Regions from separate parts of the Mus musculus genome. Here regions 1, 2, 3, 4 and 5 are each linked to region 6. A link is a contact called in public Hi-C, HiChIP or PLAC-seq and promoter capture Hi-C data. All regions are on one chromosome and are shown on one strand. The core of a region is the stretch at or near the end of the contact, and the rest is flanking DNA. Distances in the headings are between cores, read along the strand shown.

What was found. Hi-C and Micro-C count contacts between places; a contact is called where the count stands out from the background. HiChIP or PLAC-seq counts read pairs in DNA pulled down with a chosen protein or histone mark. Capture Hi-C pulls out chosen DNA fragments and counts their contacts.
Region 1: a contact with region 6 is called in a Hi-C map of B cells, with 8 read pairs. The contact joins the promoter of Loxl3 here to the promoter of Tex261 in region 6. A contact is called at or near these places in 1 of 39 promoter capture datasets (pre-B cells), 1 of 484 Hi-C or Micro-C datasets (B cells) and 1 of 115 datasets of contacts at active chromatin or transcription factors (pancreatic cancer cells).
Region 2: an H3K4me3 HiChIP or PLAC-seq map of pro-B cells shows a contact between it and region 6, with 3 times the contacts expected there. The contact joins the promoter of Dctn1 here to the promoter of Tex261 in region 6. A contact is called at or near these places in 1 of 15 datasets of contacts at CTCF or cohesin (large pre-B cells), 1 of 484 Hi-C or Micro-C datasets (uterus), 8 of 115 datasets of contacts at active chromatin or transcription factors (the SCID.adh cell line, bone marrow-derived macrophages, embryonic stem cells and 5 more) and 3 of 9 other capture datasets (adipose tissue, embryonic stem cells and liver).
Region 3: a contact with region 6 is called in a promoter capture Hi-C map of liver, with 2.2 times the contacts expected there. The contact joins the promoter of 1700003E16Rik here to the promoter of Tex261 in region 6. A contact is called at or near these places in 1 of 39 promoter capture datasets (pre-B cells), 1 of 15 datasets of contacts at CTCF or cohesin (large pre-B cells), 1 of 484 Hi-C or Micro-C datasets (uterus), 7 of 115 datasets of contacts at active chromatin or transcription factors (the SCID.adh cell line, bone marrow-derived macrophages, embryonic stem cells and 4 more) and 3 of 9 other capture datasets (adipose tissue, embryonic stem cells and liver).
Region 4: a contact with region 6 is called in a FOXA1 HiChIP or PLAC-seq map of pancreatic cancer cells. The contact joins the promoter of Pcgf1 here to the promoter of Tex261 in region 6. A contact is called at or near these places in 4 of 39 promoter capture datasets (the C10 cell line, cranial neural crest, embryonic stem cells and 1 more) and 3 of 115 datasets of contacts at active chromatin or transcription factors (large pre-B cells, memory CD8 T cells and pancreatic cancer cells).
Region 5: a FOXA1 HiChIP or PLAC-seq map of pancreatic cancer cells shows a contact between it and region 6. The contact joins the promoter of Dqx1 here to the promoter of Tex261 in region 6. A contact is called at or near these places in 1 of 39 promoter capture datasets (cranial neural crest), 3 of 115 datasets of contacts at active chromatin or transcription factors (double positive thymocytes, memory CD8 T cells and pancreatic cancer cells) and 1 of 9 other capture datasets (liver).

What each region holds. Positions count from the first base shown.
Region 1 is chr6:83,032,514-83,036,170 of GRCm38.p6, reverse strand. It overlaps Loxl3 (lysyl oxidase-like 3), which reads right to left and starts at 1,966. Exons shown (of 14, transcript NM_013586.5): 1 at 1,882-1,966; 2 at 374-716. The coding sequence starts at 689. It overlaps Dok1 (docking protein 1), which reads left to right and starts at 2,700. Exons shown (of 5, transcript NM_010070.4): 1 at 2,700-2,800; 2 at 3,105-3,404; 3 at 3,543-3,636. The coding sequence starts at 2,741.
Region 2 is chr6:83,177,527-83,181,247 of GRCm38.p6, reverse strand. Dctn1 (dynactin 1) reads right to left here and starts at 1,659. Exons shown (of 32, transcript NM_007835.2): 1 at 1,343-1,659. The coding sequence starts at 1,375.
Region 3 is chr6:83,153,979-83,157,698 of GRCm38.p6, reverse strand. 1700003E16Rik (RIKEN cDNA 1700003E16 gene) reads right to left here and starts at 1,295. Exons shown (of 4, transcript NM_027948.1): 1 at 1,109-1,295. The coding sequence starts at 1,126. Wdr54 (WD repeat domain 54) reads left to right here and starts at 1,320. Exons shown (of 11, transcript NM_001362119.1): 1 at 1,320-1,384; 2 at 1,454-1,524; 3 at 1,828-2,050; 4 at 2,159-2,221; 5 at 2,563-2,629; 6 at 2,724-2,777; 7 at 3,072-3,199. The coding sequence starts at 1,829.
Region 4 is chr6:83,076,093-83,080,031 of GRCm38.p6, reverse strand. It overlaps Pcgf1 (polycomb group ring finger 1), which reads right to left and starts at 1,642. Exons shown (of 9, transcript NM_197992.1): 1 at 1,554-1,642; 2 at 1,032-1,137; 3 at 764-916; 4 at 527-598; 5 at 287-392; 6 at 77-110. The coding sequence starts at 1,610.
Region 5 is chr6:83,056,530-83,060,217 of GRCm38.p6, reverse strand. It overlaps Dqx1 (DEAQ RNA-dependent ATPase), which reads right to left and starts at 2,374. Exons shown (of 12, transcript NM_033606.3): 1 at 2,079-2,374; 2 at 1,483-1,788; 3 at 1,108-1,301; 4 at 392-779; 5 at 1-50. The coding sequence starts at 1,710. It overlaps Aup1 (ancient ubiquitous protein 1), which reads right to left. Exons shown (of 12, transcript NM_007517.4): 8 at 3,574-3,676; 9 at 3,340-3,459; 10 at 3,125-3,240; 11 at 2,824-2,942; 12 at 2,536-2,720. The coding sequence ends at 2,684.
Region 6 is chr6:83,773,534-83,777,391 of GRCm38.p6, reverse strand. Tex261 (testis expressed gene 261) reads left to right here and starts at 1,580. Exons shown (of 6, transcript NM_009357.2): 1 at 1,580-1,738; 2 at 2,295-2,374; 3 at 3,529-3,682. The coding sequence starts at 1,669. It overlaps Gm52907 (predicted gene, 52907), which reads right to left and starts at 1,457. Exons shown (of 2, transcript NR_168047.1): 1 at 1,166-1,457.

The DNA of each region.
Region 1 (3,657 bases), core at 717-3,216, 740 kb after region 6:
AGGGGACATTCGGATACCATTCACCTGCCCTCATATTATCACTGAGTCGACTGCACTTGGATCACCCAGGGCTCCCCTGCACTGGGCTGTCTTTGTGCATAGCTCTATGGAGTCTCACTTTGTGGAAGAGAACATAGCCCCCTTCTCACTGTACACATGGAACACTGGAGGCTCCTGGAGAGTACTGGCTAGCTTCAGGTCACATGGCCCTGAAATTAGTATGTTAGATGGTTTATAATCTGTGGGTTTGCTTGATTCTGCCCATTCTTGGTGTCCCGTGTCCCTTTGGTTGTGCCATTAAGGTGTTTTGTTCTTTTCTATGTACTTGAACTGCACTTAGATAATGTCCGGGCTAGTCCAGAGCATCGCTCACCTGTTCCAGGGCCATATTTGGCACTATGGGTCCACCCTGTGGCTTCTGTGAAGCCCAGCTCCCGGCAGAGGACATGGGCAGCCTGCAGCGTGAAGTCATCATCACAGATGGTGCCCCATTCACCAGCTCGCTGTATCTCCACTCGACCTTCATAGGGCTTTCTAGGAAAGCCAGCCAGCCGGAACCTCAGCCCCTGGCTTCCTACCTTCTTCTCTGGGCTGATAGAAGGAGACGGAGACCCCACACTGAAGCTGCACAGACAGTGTAGCAGCAGTAGTCCCCATGGGCAGCAATACCACACACTGACAGCTCTCATGGCGGGTGGGGCCCAAGGAGGGGGGCACTAAGGGACAGAGAAGGAGAGACACACACACTGAATGAGGGTAGGAACACAAAGAAAACAGGCACAGCCCTAGAGACCTAGATTGGGGGCGAGGGAGACTCTCCTTTCCCTTTGCAAATAATAAAACTTATAACTTGTGGTTAGTGTCCCACCATAACCTTCCCTGGTTTGGCCATCATTACCACCAACACCATCATCTCTATTTACTTTCATCCATGGGGTGGGTATGGGTTAGAGATGGAGAGTCTACGGATGGGTTGGGTAAACAGAGATATTGGGAAGAGACACAGAGAGGACGACCCAGACAGGATGTGACAGGAAGGGAGACTGTGGGAACGAAGGGGAAAAAACAGAAAGGCACGGGGTGAGAGACACATTGAATATGGATAGATGGTTTTAATCAAACCAAAAAAACCAAAGCACAGAGTAATGGGGAATGACACAGAGAGGCAAAAACCATGAGGAGAGGGAATAAAAGCCAAGGTGCAGGCACAGGAGAAATGACAGCAAGACCCATGCAGTTAGACAGACAGATGGCATCACAGGCAAGGGGAGCCTGGGAGCCCAGCCCTGGAAATCTCAGCACTATGAATGAGAAGACTCTTCAGTTTCCTATGGGGGCAGATGCCCATGCAGGAAGGGCCGAGGCTAACCGGAGTAGGAGAACCTTCTGCCACCCTCCCTAGCACATGGGCTGGCAAATATGCTGCAGGGTCAGGGACTCCAGGAGACCTAGGCTTCAAGCTGGGCAGGGTTTGGTATGGAGTTATCCAAGCTCCCTGGAACACCTCTTTTTCTGTCACTGGGCAACCAGAAGCTAGGGCTAGCTCCCCAGCTCAGGCCTTCTCTATCCGAGGCTGAAAACAGTCCTCCACAGTAAGGGGGGCCCTCCATTGCTTCCCCCAACTCAGACAAGACAGCTTTGTTCTGGGGGCATTTGGCTCCGAAGCCCTGGTGTTCAGCGTAGGGCCTGCAAATTGCACCCTGAAGCCTCCATCCCCAACAGTTTGCTCAGCTTTCCACTCTTCTGTTTCGCTCCTTGACCAATAATAAAACTGTCAGTTGGTTGGCTTTCCCGACTCCATCCCAAATCAGCGTTTCTCCTGGTCCACCATCCTCTCCATCCCCAACTCCTCTTCCCGCTGGCCAGCAGTAACTCCCCTACCTTCGACTAGGCACAACTCCAGAGGCTGGAAGCAGAGTCCTGGTCCTGGAGATTACTTTCAGGACTTCTCAGAAAAAAAGTGTTCGGCCAGGGGAGACTGGACCCCCCCTTCCTCTCCCCTCTTCGTTGGTCCCTCCCACGTCCCCTAGAGCCCTCCCACATTCCGCTTTCTCCCTCCATTCCGGCCAGGCCAGTTCCCTCCTCTAGATCTTCCCCTCCCCTGTGGAGCTGGCTGCAGCCACGCCACCCCCTCCCACTCCTCCCGGCTCAATGAAGCTTTCTTTTCCCGCAGGTTGGAGGCCCGGCAGCCGTATTCAGGGTGCTTGACTTGCAAACGGTTTCGGGACAGCAGGACGGCCCCTGTGGCAACGGGAAGCTTTCCAGCCCGTAGCCGTTCCTCCACATCCCCAACTAGACAGAGTATCAACAACAGTCCAGTCCAATTCCCGGGCTGGGCCATGAGAAAAGGTCCCACAAAGAAAACTATTGTCCCGATGGCTCCCTTGGTCATTATGGCGCCCCCGAGGTGCCTGCAGGTGATGTCACGGCCTTCACTCTGATGTCACGTTAAACATATGTCGTCACTCTCAGCTTCCACCCCCCAGGCACTAGGGCCCCTGGTTGGTGATCACCGCTTCCCTGAGTGGTGCCACTGTGTGCACCACTAAAGATAAAGGCTTTAGTGAGCTCTCCCTGAGTTCTTCCTGATGGCTCGTTTTCCTCCAAGCCCTCCGCTCCCCCATCACCGCCGCAGGGGCCGGGGAGGGGCGGGCACGCCTCCGGCACCCTGCAGCCTCGCCCCGCCCCGCCCCGCCCCCAGCCCTCCGGGCCAGGAAGCGCGGAAGGAATCGCCTGGGCCATGGACGGGGCTGTGATGGAGGGTCCGCTTTTTCTGCAGAGTCAGCGCTTCGGGACCAAGGTAGTTTGTTTGTGGCGTGGGGGATGGCGAAACCCCTCTGGACTAGAAGTGGGTGAAAGAATCCAGAAAGAGGGAAGGGGCCGGAAGAAGGTCGGAACGGCGCGCGGGCAATTGTAGATCCCCAAGACGTTCCCTTAAAAGTCTCGGGCTGTGCCCTCCTTGGTGCGGTCTTGGGATGCCATTATCTTTGGGAAAGTAGCTCAGCCTGGGAAGCCCCAGACTCAGATCGGCCTTCATGGGTCTCTTCTTCCTTGTGGGGCGCGTGCTACCACCGCGCACTCTCGAGTCTTTCGTTCTTTCCCAGAGGTGGAGGAAAACTTGGGCTGTGCTTTACCCAGCCAGTCCTCACGGCGTGGCGCGGCTGGAATTCTTTGATCACAAGGGGTCGAGCTCTAGAGGGGGTCGAGGCGGCTCTCGCCGTCTAGACTGCAAGATGATACGCCTGGCTGAATGTGTGAGCGTGGTGCCGGTGACTGTGGAGAGTCCCCCTGAGCCCGGCGCTGTTGCCTTCCGCCTGGACACCGCACAGCGCTCGCACCTGCTGGCGGCGGACGCCGTATCCAGCACCGCCTGGGTGCAGACTTTATGCAGAACCGCCTTTCCGGTGAGTGACTGGGGGTGGGCATCTCTGGGCTTAAGGGACACTGCGAGGATGGAGCTATTATAGAGGCACTGGACTTCTTGCACCTACCCTAGACCCAAGAGAATTATATATAATTCTTCCATGTTCCCTTTTCTGCAGAAAGGCGGCTGGGCTTTGGCGCAGACGGAGAACCAACCTAAGTTTTCTGCCTTGGAGATGCTGGAGAATTCGCTGTACAGCCCCACCTGGGAAGGTAGATGTCTGGCAGGAATGG
Region 2 (3,721 bases), core at 410-2,909, 600 kb after region 6:
CACACGAGCCTTTTAAAATTTTTGTCACTGTTCTTTGAAACAGAATCTCAGTACCACCCTAGGCTGGTCTGAAACTTGCAGCCCTCCTACCCCAGCCCCCTGAATGCTGGGCTCACTGGCACGCATCAGCACGTCCACCTAGACTTCTCAGAAAGACAGAACTGCACCTCTTTCCAGGGCCACAGCCACCACCATGCCTTGCTGATATGATTGCTGTCAGTCCATCTCCATATCTACCTGGCACTGCTAGACTGTTGACTACAGCACATTCACCAGCACCCTCCTCAGGGCCCATGTCCTATTGTCTGCTCTCCCCCAAACCCTGCAGGCCACGGTGTCATAAAATGAAGAGCACAAACAAATAAACAAAATACCTCAAGTTAGCCCTTTACTGTCCTCAAACCCTGCCCAGTAGTTCATCTGGGTTGGCAAAGGTACAAACAAAACGCTGTCCTTGGGTCATACCCAGATTCTTACATACCCGTGATGACAGAACACATGAAATTAGGTCCCAGATCAGACCACGATTTGGAAGAAAATCACACCTAAGCCATTTTTAGCAATAGCTGTTCCATGAACCAGAGAGATTGTAGCAAATAAATAAGGCAAGAAAATGTGACCCCCGTGGACCTAAAGGCTCGGGGGAGGGGTCTTTCCTGATACCCCCCAAACACACACACACACACCACAGTTAGCTTCAGAAAGGAGCCCTGCCAGAGCCTGGGAAGTCAAACCCTTCCCAGCTGTCATTCCCTAGCCCCTCTCTTCACAAAGCCCCACCAGTAAGGTAAGGACAGAGCTCCTAGGGATGTGGGGACCTCAAACTATACCAGGGACAATGAAGAGCTCATGGGCCTGACAATAAAGGAAACTGCCAATGATATCAAGGCTGGACACAAACTCAGAAAAGACCCTCCCACACCTCCCAACACGCCTCTCGGAGTCAGGTGGCTCTAACAGTGGATGCAAATCTAACCTCACAGAGGAGAGAGCAGAGGCAGATAGCAGGGCATCTGAAAAGAGCCTCACAGCTAGGCCTTCTGACCCCCAGGCCAGTCAAAGACAGACTGGACCCCTCAGAAATCCCTGGCCTCAGAGCCAGCTGGAGTCAGAGGTCAAGTCTAGTTGGGCCCCAGTTAGGACCCAACTGGGTGGGTGGGTGGGGTACCTTGTCCAGCCTGCCCCTGTCAGCGCTCTGAAGGCTCCTCAGAAGCCCAGTGTGTGAGTACCTCAGCTGAGAGCCAGCCTGCCTCCCCAGCCCCCACACAAGTGATGTCCACAGGCACCCGGCCTGGTCCAGCAGCCCTCCCAGGGCCATCCCATATTGACTGGGGCCACTTACCCGACTGGACATGTGCCTCCTGCTCTGGGCCATGTTGCTCACCCGGACTCTACCCCCTCCCCCAGCTAGCCAAAGACAGAGAAAAGGCAGAAACCTAGGCAGGAGGGGTCAGGGTGATGGGCCTGCATGGACGGACGGCTCAGAAGCCGTTAGCCACGGACCTCCCTCCGTCCATGGTCCTCCCTCTGGAGGGGCAGGAGCAGTGATGGGGCTGAGGAGTAAGTCCCTTCTACTGCCCAAGGATTCCTGAACCCAGAGACACTGAGCCCCGCTTGCCAGCTGATGAGTCTCACTCTGCGCTAGTGCTGCTCTAGACTGTCAGGAAGCATGCTGGCCTCTGGGTCCTAGTGCTCCCCTCCTTCACACGAACCCAGGGATGGGTAGGCAAGAAATCCTCAGCACCAGAGTGCAGGCAGGGTTCTGGAGGTGACACTTCTTCCCCACCTGTACCCCTCACTATCACTGCCCCCAGTCCCAGTGAGTGAGGCTTCAGCAGGTCCCCAAGCATCAAGTGCCACTTCAAAATGATCAGCACTTCATCAAACTGCTTTCACAGGCCTTCTAGTCCCTTCTGCTGCTTTTCTGTGTCACCCTACCAGAAAGATGTCTGGACTCCACACGACGAGGGTCTCGATCTCTGTCTTACACTGGGCCAGATAAACAGGAGGGGCAGAGCTAGAAGCCTGCTCACCCAGAGAAAGCCATGAGTACCCAGCTCCCCACCCCTGCAACAGCAGAGGTCCCCACAGTCACTCCCTCCTCTGCCTGTGTCAGGCAGGCTCTGATCCCCAAGATATCACATTCAATGGGATTATTAAAGGTAGTTTTCAAAAGCTAAGCACCTCACTGTCCCCTTGGCCCAAGTCCACTTTACCCAGGTCCTCATCTCTTTTACCCTTGGCCTTGTCTTCTAACATCAGACTCAACAAGCCAACTTATTTTTTATAGTTGTGTACTTCACAAGCTTCCTTAGTTATGTTATATTACCTTCATAATTTTAAAACAGATGGTGTTAATTTAATGAAACTACTTATTCTAGTCAAAGGTTTCCACATGCTACCTCATTTATTATTCACAGGTCAATGCCTAAGGTCTTACCCCTTAAGCAAAGGGCCTGGGGTCTAACCACTGGATCCCCTGGCTGTAATGTGGACCTAGTCCCTGAATACACTTGTCTTCCTTCACTGACAAGACTGCAATTTCTGCCACTCTGCACACTTGCCTAACACAGGATAATGCCACAAAGCAGTTCTGTTAGGTGATGCCCACCTGGAAGAACACCATAATGAAGCCAGTCCCTTTATATGCTAGATTAACCTCTCAACCAAAACAGTCTCTGTGCCTTACTTCTGCCCAGAACCATCAGGACCCCACCTCTGCTTCCCCCGCAGTGTCCAGGTTGCTCTGCCTTCATATCCACCCCAGCCCAGACAATCGTACTAAACCCACTCAGAGTGCCTACAGAACACATTTCAAAACATCACGTTAGGGCTCGGCAGATTGCTCAGTGGGTAGAACAGAAACGGGGGCTAGAGAGATGGCTCAGCAATTAAGAACACTGGTTGCTTTTGCAGAAAACATAGATTTGCCAGGCATGGTGGCACACACCTTTAATCCCAGCACTTGGGAAGCAGAGGCAGGCGGATTTCTGAGTTCGAGGCCAGCCTGGTCTACAAAGTGAGTTCCAGGACAGCCAGAGCTATACAGAGAAACCCTGTCTCGAAAAAACCATTTAAAAAAAAAAAAAAAAAACCATAGGTTCATCCCAGCACCTACATAGAGGTTCACAAGTGCCTTTAATTCCAGTCCTAGGGGATCTATTACCCTTTTCTAAACTCCAAGGGCATGGTACACACATGCTACACAGACATACATGCAGGCAAAACACCCATACACCATAAAATAAAACTTAAAAAATAAAATATTTAGGACAGGGGTTGGAGAGATGGCTCAGTGGCTAAAAGGTCTTGCTCTTCTTGCAAAGGACCTGAGTTTACTCTGTTACCATGGTTACCTGCAGCCATGCTGTGCCACTCACAACTACTTGTAACTCCAGCTCAAGATGAGATGCCTCTGACTGCTGCAGGAACCTCTATTTATGTGTGTACACACACACACACACACACACACACACTTACTTTAAAATAAATCCTTTTTAAAAATAAAAATAAGGACTAGAGAGATGGCTAAGCTGTTAAGTACATGTCCAGCTCCTATGTCTGAGGACCTGAGTTTGGTTCCCAGCACCCACATCAGGTGGCTCTGGGGATCTGACTCCTCCGACCTCCCTATGTATGCACACTGTGTATATGTTCACATAGAGACACAGCCATACACAATGCAAAACAAAGAGCACCGACCGCTCTTCCAAAGGTCCTG
Region 3 (3,720 bases), core at 46-2,545, 620 kb after region 6:
ATTGTTTCCTATTTTATATTCTCCAATATTCATTCTCTCAGGCAATCCGGTGTCTTCTGTTCTCTACATTCTCAGTTCCTGGCCTTGAATTCCCAGAAACCAAGCGGCTGCCTAGTTCTCCATCTAAAGCTTTGCTTCCTTAAGCCCAAAGCCAACGCAAAACCAAAGAACCGATCCCTTAGGCCTCCCCCCACAGCTAGGACAGAGATGTGGCGTGCACTTAACACAAGAGAACAGAGATATTTTTTACTCTTTCATTTTCTCGAGGTCCTACCAATCTGTTTTATTTTTTAAAATGCCTTGACTTTGGGAGTAAGAGAGTTGACCCCACATTGACCGCTCTTGCAGAGGGCCTGGGTTTGATTCTTAGCACCCATGTGATGGCTCCAAACTGTAACTCCAGTTCCAGGAGATCTGATCCTCTCTCCTGGCCTCTGCAGGCATCAGACATGAACACAGTACACAAACACACATGCAGACAAAACACCCATATACATAAAATTTTTTTTTGACTTAAAGGTAATTGGTTTTTGACCAGTGAGATGGGAGAGTGTTGGTATGGGAAGAAGCTATGAGTTCAAAGGCAACCCGGTCTATATTGTGAGTTCTAGACCAGCCAGGGCTACACATTGAGACCTTGTCTCAAAATAAAAGGCAAGCCATGGTTGCGCATGTGATTCCTTTAATCACAGCACTCTGGAGGCAGAGTTGAGTTGGAGGCCAATATGGTCTATATAATCAGACTGTCTCGATTTAAAAAAAAAAAAAGTAATAATGATAATAAAGTAAGTTTTAAGGTCACCCTCACAGTTGTTTGATCCATTTCGTAGTCCTGAAATTGTCAAGATAGTGATTCATCCATCAGACCCTCTTCCTAGTGCCTCTGGTTTACCCACCAACACGGGTTCCTGGTCAGAAAGGAATTACTATTTGCACTAGTGGTTCAGCTGTTTCCGAATTCGCTTGCCCTTGGCCTGGTCCAGCCGTTGACCCTTTCCCTCAGGGACCGAGGTACAGGCATGCCCATCTCGAACCTAGAGCTAGTCCACTGCCTCGATACCGGCCAACCCCAGTTCTTGCGCACTCCCTAAGTCTAGCTGAAACTCACCGAGCCTTCGTGACTCATTTTCGTGACAGTCACTCCAAGGCGGTGTTTCAGCTGCCTTCAGGACCCTCCATCGTTGTAGCTGCAGTGGCCGCGACCCAACGGTCTCCTCGGCAACCAGGCCCCGCTGAGGGTCCCTGGCGTGGTCCACGGTTGCTTGGTAACCGCGTAGCTGCGCGCCGCAAGTTCCAGCCACAGGCCACGCCCAGAGGCCGTGCGTCGGTGCGTCGTCTCTATGGTGGCGGCGGATTTGGAGGGACCTTAGGATCGCGGCGTCAGGCAAGGCACACTTGAGGGTGGTGGGGGTGGGTTGCAGGTGTGACCTCTAACCTTGGCGTGGGCCTTCAGGTAGCTAAGCTGTGGGAAGAAGAGCTGGAGACCACATTCTGCATTTTAGCTGAGACGTTCCGTACTAGCAGGTATTTACATCATCATTCTTATTGCGGGATTCCCTGGTGGCTGCAACACTCAACCCTGGGGCTCTCTCCAGCTCCGTGGGATCCTCTCCTCCTTGTGACTACTATCCATCACTTTCCTCGGGGATCCTATCAATCAAGGGTCTCTCTCAGTGTCTCCTGGTTGCATCTCATTGTCCTTCTCCCCTGTCCCAGTGTCCCCAGTGGCCTTCTCCCTATTTGTCGTGCCGTGACTCTAGGACTCTCTCTCTCTCTCTCTCTCTCTCTCTCTCTCTCTCTCTCTCTCTCTCTCTCTCTCTCTCTCAGAATGTTCCGCCGCGAGCGCTCCATCCCACTTCGTAGCTCTGCCGCCGCCCTGTCTAACAACCTCAGTGTACTGCAGCTGCCAGCCCGTGATCTCACGCATTTTGGGGTGGTTCATGGACCGAGCGCCCAGCTTCTCAGTGCTGCCCCTGAGGGTGTGCCCTTGGCCCAGCGCCAGCTCCACGTTAAAGAGGGTGCTGGAGTGAGTCCCCCACTTATCACTCAGGTAAGGCAAGGAGTGAAAGAGGTGTTGCTTAAATCAGTGCGATCCTTGTTCTTGAATACCTATCCTCTTGACGCCTTATGTCCTCTTCTATGATGCGCGTCTCTCCAGGTTCACTGGTGTGTCCTCCCCTTCAGAGTACTGCTGGTCCTCACCTCGCATCGAGGGATACAGGTGAGAATAGAACCCTCCTGCCCTTTCTCCAGCGCCACCCCCACCCAATAACACTTTTAGATGTCACATGCGCAGCCCACTCTGCCTCTATTTTTCGTCTTCTTTTGTTCCATTTTCTTCACTCTTCAATTCTGCATCAGCAGTTTGCTTCTGTTATTAACTCTGTGACCCTTGGGCACGGGTAGCCTCAGTGTCCTCCTCTGAAAACTATGGATAAGAATAGTGCCTGCCTCCCAGAACAGAGTTTGAGGATTCCAATGGACTTACCTGGCTGGGTGAAGTGCCCAGAACTCAACAAGGGTCATCTGGATCTTGCTCTCATCCTTGCCCCCATCTTCCAGATGTATGAGTCTGATGGCTCCGTCATGGTTTATTGGCACGCCTTGGACTCAGGCGATGCTTCTTCAGGTACCTTCAGGACCATGTGGAGCAGGGGTGGAGGCTGGGAGAATTCGCTGGGGCTGGGGGAAGTGCTGTTTCTGAGAGCTGCTTTTGTATTCAGTACAGGCTATGTTTGCCCGAGGAATTGCTGCCAGCGTCCACTTCATCTGTGTGGGTGAGCAGACTAGAGACAGGGCTAGGGCCTGTATGTGAAGTACATGATTGTGGGGTCTCAGCCAAGAGGATGCTGAGGGGTTGACGAACTTAGGAAGAGTTAGAGGGAAGCTGGGAAGGAAGGGTATCAGAGACTCTGAAAAACATTTAGAGAGGGATAGTGAATGGAAAGTCAGGCCTGTGGGAGTACTGAGTTTATTACTAAGACTTCTGGGATAGAGGGGGTGCTGGCTGTGGTGACTGGAGACCCAGAGGACTCAGGAAGCCATCAGTGGGACACTGGTTCTGGCTGCAGGAACGTGTTCCGGTCGAGTACTGGTCTTTGATATCCCCGCTAAGGGTCCCAACATTGTACTCAGCGAGGAACTGGCTGGGCACCAGACACCAATCACAGATATTGCCACTGAGCGTGCCCAGGGGCAGGTGAGTTCACTTCCTCCAGCGGTTCTAGTAGCCTGGGAGACTCCTTCACCCTTGGGAGGCCCAGGCGTGGGTATTAGCAATGCTAATAAGCAGAAGTGTGGCTTTGGGTTCATTTGTACGTTCTTAGAAGCAGCAACCTCAGGTCTGGAGAAAAACATACTTTCCACTAAGTGGTGTTTTATACAAATCCCTAACTCTTCTGACGCTGGTGTGAATCCAGAAGTTGGAATCTACCATCTCCCAGACGCTGCCAACCTTGTAGCTTCCTTCCTTTCCTGGACTTGAGCTAGTGCCCCTATTCTGACCCAGTTCAAGGCCAGTCTTTCCAGAAAGCTGTCTCCCAATTTCAACTCCCTCTGACTCTCCCTTAGCTTCACTCTGAGTAGGCCCGACTCTCATAGAAAAAACTCTCTTCTCCCCACTTGTATTGTAAACCTCTTGGGAACAGGGTATGGGGTTTTGTCATTTGTATCCTTCGGAGCAGCTAGTATGTCTGCCTGACACCAACCAGGTCAAGAGGT
Region 4 (3,939 bases), core at 393-2,892, 700 kb after region 6:
GGGCACAGGTGTCTGAGGGAAGGGTTGCTGGGAGAAACGGCTCCTTCAAAGGGGCCCTCCCCTCAACCCCTCTCACCTGAAGGACATTTTTATTCTTGTCTTTGCCAGAACTGGATGGAAACAGATACAAGTTAGAGGGTTCCACTTTTCTTGTCTCCTACCTAGCACAAGCACCACAGCACACTTTCTTCAGGGGAGCAGACACTCCCTCACCCTTCCCCCCAAGTCCCTTAGCATCTGGGTCACCAGTAGTATCACTTCACGCAACCTCTGACCTGCCCCTCACCTCAGCCGCTCCAGGCATAGGCTCAGCTGTTCATCATATCGATAATAGTGGGCTTTAGAGTGGTCAAAACTGCTGAAGGGGAGGCCAAGGTTGCTCAGGGCTGGCTCTGAGGAAAAGTAGATATTGAGGAGGCTGGTACAGGTTCCATACCCTCTTCTCCCCAGAGAGCAAAACCAGGCAAAAGAGATGCTCTGAGGGCTTTAATTGCCCCCCTCCCCCAAATGAGCACCAAGGACATACCTTCACCACTGGGCTGGGAGACTCTGTCTAAGCCTCGGGACTGATAGAATTCCCGAATCCGTTTCTCTTCACCTAAGGAGGGGTGAAGGGCAGCCATATTAATTCTCTTTGTTTTGGCTGTTGACCTCTTTATCTTTGTATTTTTTTGATTCCCAACAAAACTGTTGGGAACAAAACGTCAAGGTGCCACCCAGCATTAGAGTCAGGAGGCCCCACAAATATAAGGTGGCCACTCACTGTCTTGCAAGCCTGGCACTAGCTTATACACTATGTCCTGCATGACCCGATCCAGTTTGAGATTGAGCAACGGCTGCGTCTCGTGGATCTTGATGTTGCACATGGGGCAGTACTTGCTGGTTTGCAGGTACTTCACGATACAACTTTTGCAGACTGTAAGAGGAGAAACGAAGATGCTCAGGTCCCTTGGGAACCCGACACATGGGACAGGCAGCACAGAGGCTGGCAGCCAGCTTGGAAGAGGAGAGACAGGATCCGGGACACTCACAGGTGTGGAGACACTCTGTGATGGTGGTGGCATCCACGAAGTAGCCCGCGCACAGGCAGCAAACGATGTGTTCATTCAGGTCTTTGATCTTCACCCGGACCTCCTCCTGTGGACACACCCTCAGTCACTCCCCACTGGTCTTGCAAGCCCACCCCATCTCACCTTCTGCAATTCCCAGCAACAGAGCAGTTTGTTATTGGACTGGGTCGTCTGGCCCCCGAGAAGAGACGGGGGAGTGAGCTCCCCCTTCGCCCAGCAGAGGGCTCCGCGCACAGCGGGTGCTCTCTTTTCGCGGACCCGCCTGACTCTCTTTTTTCCCTCGGGAGACCAGACGCTGTCGGAGACACAACGCGCAAGCGTCCAAGTCCAGCGTTTGGCAACTCGGCCAGAATCGCGCGTGCGTATCGCGCACCCCGTGGCTGCGCAAGCGCACTGGGCGCCCATCCCGCCGCCACCCGTCCTCTCCTTCGTTTGGGTTCACACAGCTAACGGACCCCAGCAGTCATCCCGCTGCCCCTGCACCTCGTTCCGTAGTGGGTCCATCTTGTACACTGACTGGAGCTGGTTCCGAAGCCTCATCGCGATCGCAATCTGGCCCCCCTGAGGAGACGCCATCTTAAAGGCTGATCCCAGCCCGCCACTTCCGGTACCGCCTGCGGGGCGGGACTTGTCTCCTAGCAACGAGGGCCTCACATTCTCCGGATTGGCTAGTTTTCCGGCACACCCCGCCCTCGCCCCCTCTTTAGCTCCCCGTGTGCTCACCTGAGCCCGCTGCCCCCCCAACAATCGGTGGTCGTTATGGAGGGGGGTTGAGTGAAGCAGGGTCTCTGCGGTGCACGCTCCCACGGGCGTCCTTCCAACGGCGCGCACACAACCTCTGGATCAACTTCGGTAGCTTGTGCTAAGAGAGCCTGTGTGCCCTGGGACCCCGAAGCCGGGCTATCGCCCGCCGCTACAGCTCCGGAGTGTGGGAGTCCTGGGACCCGACCTCGCCTCCGACCCGGGGTCCTCTCTATACAGTGCAGTCCTGCTCCGCTGCGGCGTCCGCGTTGCGGAGCTGCGTCCCAGCCGCGGGCCTTCTCCCGTCTGCGCCGCGGGAGTTTTTTCCGGGCTCGCGAAGTCTGGGAGAGGGTGCCCTGGGCGGGGTGGAGAGGGAGAGACCCCCCGGGGAACCGGGAGCTCTTACTCCCCACTCTCTCCCTGCTGCCGAGGATGGGGAGAATAGGCCCTGGCTAATGATGATGATTTAATCATCGGCGCCTGCGGAGGCCTGGGACAGACTAATGCAGAGCAGATGCCGAAGGAGGAGGGGAGGATTGACAGCGAGGAGACTTGGGCAGCGAGTGCCTGCAGTAGCATAGGCCCGGGCCCGCACTTGGGGAGGACACAGGGGTTCCCGGGTCTGGTACACTGTCATCACTGGGTCCCTACGGCGGAATTTTAAAAGAATAAATTTACTCTGAAGCGTTATTAGCATCGAGTACAACTGGAGATTCGAGTGAGAGGGGAGAGACTGGCGGAAACTTGAAAGGCTCTCTGGAGAAAATTGGGACTCTTGTGTGGGCATGATTGACAAATGGATGCACGAGAGGTATAAATGTGATGGAAATAGAAAAAAAAGGCAGTGTGAAGAGGAACGACCAAAGAAACAGGTGTGGATTGAGAGCCCCAATGGAAGGAATGGGGTCTAAAAGAACTGGAATAATTAGGTTGAAGGTAACAGGAACCTCACAGAAAGGAGTGTATGTCTGTTACCCCATAAGTGGTAGTACATAAGCGTCAGGAAAGTATTAAAGACTTGTTAATCGACTACATACAGCTATGGTTTACCTTCCTGGCCCAGGCCACCTAGTCACCTCTGAGCCACTGCAGGTCTTGACTGCTTGCCCATGTCTATATCGTTCCCTCTTTAGACCTTTCTTCCCACAGCATGGCAAAGTGATTCTGATCATAGGTTACAAAGAACACACGTTTTTGATGATGTGTTTCTCATGTTGATGGTGGTGCTAGTTTAGTGGACATGTACATGGGGCAAAACCAATTACAGTATACACTTTAAATACTTGCAACTTGCAGCGTATCATAAATTAGACCTCAAGAAAACTGTTAAAAGTGAGTTCCAGCTGGGCAGTGGTGGCACACGCCTTTAATCCGAACACTTGGGAGGCAGAGGCAGCCGGTTTTTTGAGTTCAAGGCCAGCCTGGTTTACAGAGTGAGTTCCAGGACATCCAGGGCTACACAGGGAAACCCTGTCTCAGAAGAAAAAAAAAAAAAAAAAAAAAAAAAAGCAGGGCATGGTGGCGCACACCTTTAATCCCAGCACTGTATAGCTAGGGCTATAGAGAAACCCTGTCTCGAAAAAAACAAAAAACTGTTAAAAAAAAAAATGGCACAAGCTTAGGGGATCAGGAGTGCAGGGCCATCCTAGGCTACATAGCAAATTTGAGGCTAACCTAGACACTTAAGACTGTCTCAAAATCAACAAAAACAATAAGTAAATCATAACATTGAAAAAATTGTGGAGCCAAGTATGGTGACACACACCTTTAATTCTAACAGGCAGGGCAGAGGCAGTAGATCTCTTGAGTTTGAGCCCAGCCTGGTTTACAGAGCAAGTTCTAGGATAGCCAGGGCTATATAGAGAAATCATGTCTCAAAAAACCAAAACAAATAATCTGCTTGGTTTTTGTCCTTTTCCAATTTAAGATATTTTAATAGTGCAGAGCGTACAGCTCAGTAGTAAAGTGCTTGCCCCAGCTCTTTGTTGACCCTAGGAACATACAAGTAAGCAACCTCAAGGACTAGAGAGATGGCTCAGATGCTAAGCACTGGCTGCTCTTTCAGAAGACTTCTGTTCACTTCTCAGCACCATATAAAAGGTTTCCAACACTCTGTCACTCCAGCTGT
Region 5 (3,688 bases), core at 1,125-3,624, 720 kb after region 6:
GCCAGCGTTCCCATCTCCCCAGACAAGGATTCACAGCACAGAGAAATTTCCTGAGAAGAGGGGTGGGGCATGAGGGCAGTTCTTACCTTTCTTGGGGGAGCACAGACCTTTTGGACAAACTGATGAAAGCTAAGGCCCTCCCTTTTATCTGAGAAAACAGGCATACTTCTAAAGTTGGGCACACTAGAATTTTAGTTTGCTGTGCACAAAGCTCTACAATTATAAGCAATTTAAAAAGTGAGCAGCAGATTTCTTTATTCTGAAGTTGTTGATTCCCCTGTGCAGTCTTTAGCAAAGAGTAAACAGAGCCACTGTTCCTAAGATATGTTGCCTCTGGGACGGGAAAGCAGCACAGGAATGCTTCCCATATCTGCTTTTTCCTTTCGTTTACCTCTTCGCTGGGCAGATACACCAGCACATCTCCTGGTGCCTCTTCCTGCTGACACAGCTCAAGCACAGCTTGGCAGGCAGCTTCCACCAGGTCGGTAGGGACAGTGTCCTTGTAGGCAAGGGTGGGATCTCCACCAGGCTCCCTGGGCACACGCACAATGGGAGAATTGCCCCAGAAAGCCTGGAATTTTGGTTCAAGCGCTGGGTCGGTAACTACAACCACTCTGGGATCCCCTGGCAGGTTTCTCAGTCTGGTATCTCTCAAGAGCCCCTGTAGTAAATCTGAGGCCACTGACCGCTCCTGAGCCTCATCCAGTATCAGCACACTCCAGGCTCCAGGGCCCCGGGTTGAGGCTACTTCCTGCAGAAATAGCCTGTCCCAGCAAAACCTGTTGGCATTCGTAGAGGGCAGGGAGTCAGTGTGGACATGGACCAGACCAAAATCCATGTATTTTTTTTCCCCAAGTTGCCCAGATTCTGATACTGAAGGACAGAAAAAGATGTCCTAAGCCTGTGGACCATTAAGTGTGATCCCACATCTCTGTTGAGAGCACTTGGTTTATGCACTATATCCTGTATCTTGTGGTAGGGGAGTGAGGTTTGTATCACATGACTCCATTGCAGGTTGAGCTGAGGGTATAAGGAGATAATAGGCAGTTGGGTTTGTCTCCACTCCACAGGGGGAGTTAAGCTCAGGTCAGACTGCAGATGGCCCACCTGAGCATGGTGTTGGGCCCAGTACAGTCTTCCTGAGGGATGCTGTATCCAATCTCATGACCCAGGGTCAGGTCCATCTCATCAGCCACCCTTGAAGCCAGGCTCATGGCTGCCAGAGGGTAGGGCTGAGTGACTGTAACCTGTCCTGTCTGGAATCCTCTGGCCAGCGCAAACTCTGCACACCACTGAGGAATCTGGGGTAGGGAGAGGGAATGTGTCAGAGGACTGGAGAACCTCAGACAACTATGGCCAGCTGAACTGGGATCCCTGAACCTTACCACCCAGTGGGTCAGCCTCGCCCACATCCCCTCTCCTTTACCCAGGCAAAAGCACATTTAACCCTGCCCTTTGTCCACTCCCAGAATCTTCCTCCACCTGGGTGCTCTTGCCAGAGCCAGGGTCCCCAGATACCAGCACCACTCCAGTGGGGCTACTCTCCAAATGCTCCAAGAACAGGAAGCGAGCAGCCCAGATGGGCAGGGCTCTACGCTGCTCAAGCAGCTCATAGTAGCAGGAGGAGAAGGGGAGCCCATCAAAGGGGTTCACAGCCAGCTCAGACTCCCCAGGACTCAGTTCAGACTCTTCTGCCAGCCCAGAGGCCATGGTGGCTGCTCATAGAACCTACGAAAAGCAGGGCAGCCAGTAAGGCCTTGGGTCTGGTGACTGATACTGAATTCCCATCTCAGCTTGATCCCCAACGTTATCCCACAGGGGAGAATGCCTTGGGGTCCATCCTTCCCAGGAAACCGTGCTGGGTGTCTCTAAGAGGACATCACCAGTGGACTTTCACCCTGTTTGTAGCTGGGATCCCTGAGTAGTAAAGATCTGTGACTAGCACAGGGACCCACGGTGGCAGCAGGAGCTACAAGAAGCAGTCATCTGTGGGAAAGGCCCAAGTGGGGAAAAGTAAGAAATCTGGAGATGAGAGAAGGGGACAGTAGGTAGGGCCATTAATGATTCTGGATTCAAACCTGCCAGCAGCTCTGGGACACGGTCAGGATGGCAGCCAGTTCTGGACACACCCAGCCAGGCACACCAACCCAGGCCTCCCTGGAGTACAAAGGTAAATTCCGGCCCCATCCGGGAGGCTGAGCTCAAACTCCAATCCCAGAGCTTTATTTTGGGGGGAGGGGCCTTTTGCTCCACCTTGGTCAGCTTAGCTAGGAACCTATGGAAAGCAGGTTCCTGATGCCACCCTGAGCTTGTATAACTGAGCCTATATGACTATAGTCATGAAATGCATTCTGGGACTTGTAGTTTTGGAGTGACAGCCTACACTATAATTGAGCTGGGATCCAGTTGTTTTGTCTTCAGTTTAGTGTAATTTCACAGTTCCATTTTGACCATTCTCACCCATATTGTAGTCTTCAACCCAGGAAAAGAAACCTGCTCAAGGGGCTTTTGAAACCCAAAGAGGCAACAGAGACCTTGAGTGAAAACCCTGAATTTAATGTGAGATTGGGGGAGCCCCATCCCTCCCTTTTTACCACCCACTCATCCGGCCTGTTGTTAGCTGGGTGAGGGCTGCCCCCAGTCTCCGTCCTGCGGCTCTGGGTACCATCCTGTTCCTTTGGGCTCATTCAGCCTCCTGGGCCTGTCTCTCTCTGAATCTCCTGTGGGACATGGGGGAGAGAGTGTATAGGCTTTGTCACATCAGCTTCATCAGGCCTTTCTCCAACTTGTTCTTTCTCACATATTGTCCTCTAACCCTCTCACCTTCTTGCATATTCATACAGTGCCTGCTTGCGCTCCTGCAGGCTCTCCTGACGGGCCCAGGAAGACTTGGCAAACGTTAGGGCTGTGGGCTGAGGGGTCGCCAGGCCCGAGCTGGGGAACTGAGGTGATCACAATGTCAGAGGGCTTGCGAAGTCATCATCATTATACACCCATCGAATGCCTACTTTGCAAGAGAGGCACTGTGCTAGGGTCTCAACATCAAGGCGAGAAGTCAGGGAGAGGGAGCAGAGACTGCCCAGACCTGCCCTTAAGTCTTGGCCTTGACTACTCCAGGTCTCACCTTTGGGGCAGAGGGTGCAGGCGGGGACTGAGATCCCTCAGTGACATCTTCAGGCATGAAAGCCACAGCCCCCTCGAGCAGGTTTGTGATGGTCAAGTCTACACACCCAGTCCTGGCTGGGAAGAGAGGGGCAGAGTGTCCACTCCCTGTACCCCTTCTCTGTTGAGACCCATTTTCCTGTGTCTGCCATTCTGTGATGCTACCCTTTCCCATACCCAGGTCTCTCTGGATGACATTCAATGGCACATGGGGCAGAACCTCCTTGACTCTGTGAGCGAGAGTGGTCAGCTGCACATCAGAAGAAGGGCTGGGAGGAGAAGGAAAAGAAGACTGCACTGTTTAAAAGAAAAAAAAATGAGGTGAGTGGATTACTGAGAGAGGCAGACACGCGTAAGGAGGGAAGCAAAACCACCAAGCGCAGCAAGCATCTTTGTGCCCAGATCACACACCTGACTGGGGGCGTAATCTGGGGTGTCTTTGTCGCTTCATGTGTTCTGCTTTGTCTGCTGGAGTGAGCCGTGTCCCTATCTGGCCCAATTCTTTGGCCACCAGCTAGGGAGAATT
Region 6 (3,858 bases), core at 331-2,830:
GTTTACTGAATGCCACATCCCAAGACTTATTGAGTCAGGCTCAGGAGACAAACCATGACTCCAAGTTAAGATCCTCCAGGGTTGTAAAGCCCCAAGCCGCAAACATCTTGTGCCATGTTATTTCACCAATCAGGATTTAGGGATGGGGAACTTCCTTAGGAAGATGTCTTTGTGTACACTTGTCCTGCTCCCATTGGTTAGGGTATTCAACGGCTGCAGGGAACTTGCCTTTGTCTAAAATTCATGTCTTAACTTGTCTACCAGGATGGGACTTGTTTTGACTAAAATTCATATCTTAACTTGTTAACCAGGATGTCAGCTGCCCACATACCTGTCTCTCTCTGCCAATTAGGAAGTCAGTTCCCAGGGAAGTCTTGGGAACTTAAACTTTACTTGACCCCTACTCAAAATGGAGGGGGGGTCTTATTTTAAATAGTTTCTTATATCTCTTATGTTGGGGTTCATCCCAGGGGCAGCTTATAACAGCAAATCCCATAAAAGCTTATAGTCAGGTGCAGAAAGTATTGTTGGATGGTCACTTCAGACCCAAACTTGCTGTGAGTAACCATGCAAAGCATTTCTATTTAGATTGGTTTCCCAGGGCACAGAACAAAACAGAATACATAACCAATCCTGGCATTAGAAAGTTTCCTAGTAACAGTAGAAACATGAGCAAGTTTCCTTATAATGGCAGGCTGGCCAGGTGACAGTTACCTAGGCCTTAATATTGTACCTAGTCCTTAACATATAATATCTACCATTCCAGCACTCAAAACTACTTAGTGTCACCAAGGCCAGCCTGGAGGCACATAAGGCTGTTTCAAAAAAAGAAAAGATCTTTGCATGATGTTTCTACACCTTTAATCCCAGGATTTGGGATAAAGCAGAGGCAGGCTGGTCTCTGTGAGTTCAAGGTTAGCCTGATTTACATAGCAGGTTGCAGGACTACATAGAGACCCTTAATCAAAACAGACAAAACCAAAACCAAAGTTATATTTTGCCCTAGTACGGAGACTCCACACATCTGAAACCCTACCAATTGAGAGCTGGAGATGGGAGAGTTGACAGTTCAAAGGCCAGCCTGAGCTATGAGACCCTCCCTTTCTGAAAATAACAAACAAAAAGTTTGTTTGAGATAAGAGGCTTGTTGGCACTCTGAGCTTACCTGTGTCAGCCACTAGGTGGTGCTCTCTCAGATGATTACCTGCGGTGTCGCAAGTACAGTCAGTGCTTAGCTGTTGCTTTAGTCCCCACGCAAAAGTGAAGACCTGCATTGCAAAAGACCTCAGCCTAGAGGGAGAGTTAAGGCTGAAGGTGACCATTTAAAGGCACCTGGGATTCCAGATTATGCGGCTTCCTAGTGTGTGACCTGAGAGAAGGGAATCTTCCTCTCCCAGAAAATTAGGATCCAAGGCTGTGCGGAGCAGGCTTGAGCCAGGATTGGTTCCAATCAATCTGGGCTCTGTGTAGGCGCTCCGTACCGGGTGCAGCGCGATTTCGATCCTCCGAGCCGGTTAGCGGCGCTCGCGGGCTTGGCGGGGGCGCAGGGGCCGCGGCGCTCCGCCCTGCTCCTCTCGGCGTCCTCTGGGCGGGGACAGCACGGCGGCGGCCGCTCAGTGTCGCGGGAGCCGGACCGCGCAGGCCCGTCCCGGCGGCCCGGGGGGCGCCATGTGGTTCATGTACGTGCTGAGCTGGCTGTCGCTGTTCATCCAGGTGGCATTCATCACTCTGGCCGTCGGTGAGAGCGCTGACCCGGGCCGCGCGCGCCCCGATGCCCCGAGCCGCCAACCGCTGCTGCTCTTTGCAGCTGGGCGCTGACGACCCCGAGCTGGTCCTACTGGACCTCTGCGGAACCTTCCGGTGGGGATGCTTGGTTCCCGAGACGCATCCTTGCTCTTGGAGCCCTGAGCTCCCTACTCAGCCTGTCCCCTCCAGCTGGGACAGGGGGAAGGCCCCTGTCTGTCTCACCCGGCTGTGTGCTAGTGTACAGCACCCGGCCTGTAAACTAAGTGTTCTGCAGGTGTTGATTGACGAGTGAAGTTTAAGGTTCCCGGAACAGAGGTTAACTTTATGCTGTGCGGTCAAATCCAATATTTCTACAGTTGTCTTGGCAAAGTTCTATCTACTTGTGCAGATGAGAAGGACATCCCAGGGGTGCTTTGGCTTGTTCCCGACTTCCTGGAGTCTGAGGAGGGTTGGTGGGGGACTACAGGATGAGCAGGCTGGTGGGAGTGTCCCTGGCTGATCTCTTCCTGTTTGTCCCCCTCCCTCTGGGACCCCCTTCTCCTACCCAGCGGCTGGACTGTACTACCTTGCAGAGCTGATAGAAGAGTACACGGTGGCCACCAGCCGAATCATCAAATACATGATCTGGGTAAGTGGCCGCTTTTCCCTGGAGTAGTCACCCAGGGCTTGTTTGCCCTACATCAGAAACAGGAAGTGGGGACTGTTTGAGCTGGGGCTGTTTTGGTGCTGAGAACCCAGGATCTGAGGGTGTCCCACTTGCTTCCCTGCCCTGCAGTCTGCACTCCTGGGTCCAGATCACCCCTGGCCCTCCAGCCTCAGGTGGCATAGTTTCACAACCTACTGCCATTCCTTAAGGTGACAGTGCAGATATTTCATTGATAGGTATTCATGGCTTCGCTTTCCTGTGTCTGTCTCACAGTGTCCACGGTCTCTAACACCAGGTCCCCAATCCCAGCCCAGGCTTAGAACTTATAGGGACAATAAGGACAGTTTGTAACGCTTAGTTAGCTATTGCCCTCTCTCCACTCAGTGTCATTTGTCCTAAGGGAGAATGTCCAGCCCTTTCTCTTCCCTCATGGAGGTTTCTTTTCCTGAAGACTTGGTCCCTGTCCCTGTTAGAGAGGCTGTGAGGAAGACTGAGGTGCGGGGGGGGGGGGGGGGGAGGATACCTTTGGACAGAAAAGTTCACCTTTCAGTCGCCTAAAGTCTGCAGCTACTTTCACTCTCAACGTAGCCTGGGGTTGTAGTTTGTGGTAAAGACAGGGCTACAGCCAGCTCATTGGCTCAGTCTGTGGGTGTGGTTGGGATAGCAATTAGACCTTTCATCACCGACAACCGAAGCCTTTCTCAGACTGCCTGCTGGATTCATCACTGAGTTACGTAATTGATTCAGTAGATCATGCTTAGCATTCAAGGAAGCTATGAAATGGGACATGGGGGTACAGGCATGCATGCGGCCTTCGGTTAGATCCTCAGCTCCAGCTCCAAAAACAGTGCTAACAGTAAAAACGAGAGCAGGCAAAGTGAGTGTGCGCTCTGTCACACGTTGGGTATGTGTTTGGTGGAGTGCTGTATAAAATGTTTTTTTTTTCTTACTTTGGATCACTGTCTAAAATGTTTTAGAAGTGGCCTTCAGAGAGACCACCTTTTTGAAAGCTGAGTGTGGTTTCTGTGAACCGAGAAAACCAAAGTGCATTTGTAACAGCGCTGTGCAGAGCAGGCAGGGACTGACTGTCCCGGAGGCCTAAAGGTCCCCTGAGCCAGCGCCTCTGCCTGTTTTAGTTCTCCACAGCAGTGCTGATCGGCCTCTACGTCTTTGAGCGTTTCCCCACCAGCATGATTGGCGTGGGCCTTTTCACCAACCTCGTCTACTTTGGCCTTCTCCAGACCTTCCCCTTCATCATGCTGACGTCACCTAACTTCATCCTGTCATGCGGTGAGAGGGGGCAAGCAGGGAGGACTTGATGTGACTAGATGTGGGCACTCTGTCCCAGACACTGACCTGATACTGGGGAGGGGAGCACCTGAGCAGCGGCTGAGGTCCTACAGGAGGCCACACTGCTGCTCGTTCCTGAGGACCCTAGAGCCTGTCCCTGCCTAGTCCTCATGAGG